2 separate regions of the Gossypium hirsutum genome follow, and region 1 is linked to region 2. A link is a contact called in public Hi-C data. All regions are on one chromosome and are shown on one strand. The core of a region is the stretch at or near the end of the contact, and the rest is flanking DNA. Distances in the headings are between cores, read along the strand shown.

Region 1 (2,710 bases), core at 180-2,679, 160 kb before region 2:
TAGACCTCCATCGGATGCATTTGGTTTGATGGTCACGGGCTTTGAACTCTGGCCCGTGACACTAGCATCCTCATCTCCCCTCTCTTTTTATTTTAACTACCTTACTCAACAACTCTCTGCTCAGTAATAAGCAGGGTGAATCATTCATTTCTATCACTCTCTTGCATCAACAATTTTATTATAAATACTCCTAAAATGGATAATTACATGTTTCATCCTATAAATTTTATAAATTTATAAATTAATATATAATAAAATTACACTTCAAACTTTTAAAAATAATATTTTTTAATCTTTTAAAAAATAAATTTATAAACTAATAAAATAGGAAAGCAACAATTTAACTCAAAAAAAAAAAAAACTTTTAACTTAGTCCCCGTCCCAAAAAATTCTTTTGGCCTGTAGTGTTTTTGTGTACTTTTTCTTTGTCCTCTAGAAATTGACATTTATATTTGTGCCCTAATTTTCTTTTGGCTGAAATATTCTTTATTTAAATTCATTTCAATATATATAAAATTATGAAGTATTTTTTGTTTATATATTCAAAGAGTTAGTCTTTCGATTTTAATATATTATAATTTGATTTTCATATTTTATAAAAATTTAAAAAATCAATCCAATCACCATTAAATCATTAATTTGAAATCAACAATTCGTTAAAACCAACCATTTAATAAATTATATGCAATAATTTGACAAAAAAAATAACATTTCAAGTACAAGAAGAGACCGTATAAAACTGTGATCATAGAATCACAATTTCATATAATATTTTTTCTTCAAATACACATGTTGACCAATAACTGCTGTGAGAAAAAAATTCTAATAAATTAGGGTAAAGATAGAATTCATAAAAGATAGATTTGAATTCCTTACCATTAATAAAATATTACATAAAATGTGTAATTTGAAAATAAAAATAAAAAAAGTAGCATTGTGAATCAATCAATTAATGGAATAAAATTAGAAATAAAGAGGTTTTGAGTTTCAAAATAATTCAGAGACACACAAGTTTTTCCATGAAATTATAATTTTATGAAATATCTTATGATAAGTGAGAACTAATCATTTATTTATGAAAATAAAATGGTAAAAAGATAGGCGATTAATCGCACCGACCCGAGTAGAGAGGGCCATGATACGCTGACACCAACCAAATCTTTTAAGCTCAAAAAAATAAACAGCGCCAAGCCGTAATAGGAGCCGAGCCGTACCACCGCTTTCCAATTTCGTAGTAGTTTTTTTTTTTTTTTTACTTTTTACCCACCAAAAAAAATAAACGGTCGAAAAACCGGGTACGCCAATAACCGGTAAAGAAAAACAAAATTGTGCATTTGGAATGAATTTTATGTTAATTTGCATTTTGGCCAACTGTGGGTACCTAACCCCAGTCAAATTCTAACCCAAATGTGACCCCTCTTTTGTTTTATTTAAAGTGATGGGAACTGGTTATTACCCCTGCTGGGTTCTTCTCCTTTCTCAATACTCAATTACTAATATCTATTCTTCACTTCTTCCATTTCAACACTCTCAAACTATATTCTAATTTTGAGGTTGTGTACTGATGTAAACACAAAAAACAAAACATATTGTGGGGAGTTCATATTACATGTTTTTTGGGTTTTCTTGAAAGCTTTGTCTTGTTGGGTTTTGTGTTTTGTTTTTGGATGGGAACTGAGAGAAGTGAAGAAACTGTGTTGAAGAAACAGAAGAAATATAATGGTGGGGAAAGTGAGAGAGGGCAATGGTTGTTGTTGTGCAGTTGTAAATTTCTACAATCTTGTACAAGTTGGTCTTGTTTTAGACAAGGGTGTTACTCTTTTTACAAGTGATACTACAACCATCTTGCATCTCTTAAATCTTGTATAAAAACAAAACTTCTGTCCCAAAACAATACACAATTAAGGCTCTCTCTCTTTTTTCTTTTTCTTTTTAATCTGTTTGAAATTTACCTAAAGGTTGATTCAACTATGAAGAGGTCACTTGGCAGCTCAGATTCTTTGGGTGCTTTGATGTCTATCTGTCCCACAACAGGTTTAATACAAATCCCAATTTTGAAACTTTATTTATTTCTCTCGGATCTACTCTAACCACGACTGGGGTATGAATGACTTGTGTTTTGGTGCAGATGAACATAGTCCTAGGAACAACCATGTTTACAGCAGGGAGTTTCAGTCGATGTTAGATGGATTAGATGAAGAAGGGTGTTTAGAAGAATCAGGTCATGTTGCTGAGAAGAAGAGAAGATTAAGTGTAGATCAAGTTAAGGCCTTGGAAAAGAATTTCGAGGTTGAAAACAAGCTTGAACCTGAAAGGAAAGTGAAGTTGGCTCAAGAGCTTGGTTTGCAACCAAGACAAGTAGCTGTCTGGTTCCAAAACCGACGTGCTAGGTGGAAGACCAAGCAATTGGAAAGGGATTATGGCCTTCTTAAAACCAGTTATGAAACTCTTAAGGCCAATTATGAAGCCCTACAACATGACAATGAAGCTCTTCTCAAAGAGGTAATAATTAATAATTAATAACCCAAAGTGTTCAATTTTCCTACATCTTGTTTGAACATGGAATGATTTGTTGCAGATAAGAGAGTTGCAGGCAAAGCAAAGTGGAGAAAGCACTGAGACAGAGAGCAATGTTTCAGTGAAAGAAGAAGTGATTATATCTGAAAATACTGATAACAAAACACTTGAACAAAGTGAACCAGCTGCAGAT
Region 2 (2,830 bases), core at 145-2,644:
GAGCACGATCTAGCCTCTCAAAACAAAGAACCCCTATGCCAAGTGAAAGGCGGCCCCTTAAAACCTAAGTCGTAAAGCTCCGCAGAATCAACAAAATCACCAAAATGTGGACATCTCTTGCCCCTAGTGAGCCCCCCAGATTTTTTCGAAGAGGAGAGAATTGCGTTGAAATCTCTAATGGAGGTCTAGAGGCTCTGGTCAAGTGGAATAGATTTCATTAATTCACTCTAAAGATTTTGACATCTTTGTCTATTAGAACACCCATAAACAAAGGCGAAGAAAATAGGATGAGACAAGGATGAAGGCCAAACCCGAGACATAATAAAATACGGATGGCTACGAATCACATCATGACGAACAGAGTCTCTCCATCCTAGCTAAATGCCCCCTGAATATCCAATTGCTTCTACTCGATGTGAATACTGGAAACCCAACTTAGCAATAATATTGTCAGCATTAGACCCACTGACTCTCGGTTCAAATAGATTAATAATATCCGGTTTGTACTCGATATTATATTCCCAAAAAAATTTGGGAAATTTCACACTTGCATATCCCTGACAATTCCACGACAAGATAGTGATATTCATTAATAAAAATTAAAAAGTTGGGATAACATACCTAACTGTTCAGACTGATATTGTTATCCGTCTTTGATCCAGCACCATCAACCTCAGCATTTGAGCACTCATTGAGGATTTGAGGGGATAAAAGTTCAGCCACTGTTTCCATAGATTTAGCTAAAGGAACACGCGTGGTTCCCGAGGATTTAAAACGGTTCCCTCGACCTTGTAGAGCGATATAAGCTCTCTTAGAACTTCGGCTACCCCTGTCTTTACCCCCACCTCTTCGATCTTTGGAACCATTAGATTCCGATTGCAAGTTAAAATTGGGGATTCCACAGATTTCGAGGTTAAATTATCCTGTATAGATAAATAAAAATTTTTATTAAAACTAAAAGCAGAGTGCTTACCTGGATCAAGGGTATTATCAGATATAGGGACGATAAAAACCTCGGATTCGTCAAAAATCGGATTATAATAAGCTTTAATATTTTCTAAATCCTCAGCTTCATTGTTTTCTTGTACGTTAGAAACCAAATTGCCTTGAGAAATTGCGCATTCCAAATAAATGTTTTTTGGTATATCCACCTTTTTTGTTCCTGCGCCATTAGAAATAACCAAATTAGAATTAGAAAAATTTCCAAAAGCCTTCCTGTTATTTTCCCATAATCCGCTTACTCCCATTGGCCTTTTTCCTAGGCTCTTGTAATTTTGGCCCAAATTTTTCTACCCATTTTTGCTCGTTATTTCCTTCCCGATGGGCCTCTTAGAAAAACCCAAATCCATCAAGTCTCTTTGACCTGGCTCACTAGCCGATTAATCCACTTCAATAAAATCCCTAAAATCCCTACTCCTTGCCTTGTCTGCCATCTTATCCCCTAGATCATTCCCAAAAATCCTCTCTGCAGACTGTCCCGATTTCACTCCCAAATTTTCATCCTCTAACAGCACCGAAATCTGGAACCAATAGCGACTTTATTCTGATTCGCCGGAGCCTCCGTTTTGTTTCCCCACTTTTCTTGCCGAGAAGACCTCATTTCCACCAGCATCCATGGCCCGAAATTCGGGTTGGTGACTGATACAGGTTTTTCCTCGTTCAAGCACCCCGCCAGAAAAGATCCCTCCATGGCTGTTGACTACTCGGGAGAATTATTTGCCGAGTTCGCCAAATTCGCAAATTTCTGGTTCGCCATAGCCGAAGTACACAAATCTTTAACATGTCCGTATTTGCCACACACAAAACACACAGTCGGAAGGGCCTCATATTTGACTCGTTGAGTAACTCTGTCAACATATATTTGTAAAATCAGTGGCCTATCTAGATTGATATAACCGGCTAATCTTGCAAAACGGCCTCTGGTCTGATTTTCAGTTTGTAAATCCAGTTTAACCACCTTTCCAATAAGGCCCCCGATAGCCTCAATGATTTTCCGTTTATACAAATGGCTCGGGAGATTCGACAATCGAATCCATGTTAGCACCATACTCGGGTAAGGTTGCATTGGATTGAAATGCTTAGACCAAGGTTGTACGGTCAGGTACTAGCCATAAACTGTCCACGGACCCTGTGAAAGAGCTTTGTTGTAATATCTAAGATCCTGAAATTTCACAAAAAAATATCCGTTAGCGATATCCATTAACCGAATAGAATTCACAGGCTTCCAAAGAAAAAAGAATGCAATTATAAATGGTGTTATAGCCAATGTTTCGCCCTAGGAGTTTAACGATGACTGTCAACTCCATTTCTTTGAAAATGATTTCCTTGACCCGATCCGAAAACTCAATCGCAGGAATCCCATCAATGATTGATGTATTAACGTCTCCTTCAAGTAACTCGAATTCATTTTCATTCACGGTAGAAGGCACTGCCCGAACTGAGTTAGTGACATCATCTTGTTTCCCTAGTAATTTGTCTTTCCACTACACGATCTATTGTGGCACGGGATCCACAGGCATAGAATTTTCATCGTCAACAACAGACTCTTTAAATCTCACTTTTTGGGTGTTACGATCACCGTTGGAGTGAGTGTCACCCTCCCCAACATTGCCGGAAATTTGCGAAGTTGAGAGCATTTTAATTTTCAATGTTCTTTGTTATGCTCTTTTAAGTTTTGAAAATTTAATTTTTTAAGAATGACTAACTTGCTCATTATTGAAATTGAGATGGACTGAAAAAGTAGTTTTTACCATTCGAATCCCATCCTTGACAATTACATTGACCTATTCTTAAGCAAATGCTAAATTCATCAGTGCCAAATCAAAATTTT

What was found. A called contact is a pair of places that touch in the nucleus more often than the background predicts.
Region 1: a contact with region 2 is called in a Hi-C map of fibers, with 4 times the contacts expected there. The contact joins the promoter of LOC107951736 here to the promoter of LOC107951734 in region 2. A contact is called at or near these places in 7 of 34 Hi-C or Micro-C datasets (callus, fibers and leaf).

What each region holds. Positions count from the first base shown.
Region 1 is chrA02:97,887,537-97,890,246 of Gossypium_hirsutum_v2.1, reverse strand. LOC107951736 (homeobox-leucine zipper protein ATHB-6) reads left to right here and starts at 1,429. Exons shown (of 3, transcript XM_016886876.2): 1 at 1,429-2,034; 2 at 2,129-2,502; 3 at 2,579-2,710. The coding sequence starts at 1,971.
Region 2 is chrA02:97,726,008-97,728,837 of Gossypium_hirsutum_v2.1, reverse strand. It overlaps LOC107951734 (histone H3.3), which reads left to right and starts at 1,394. Exons shown (of 5, transcript XM_016886874.2): 1 at 1,394-2,830.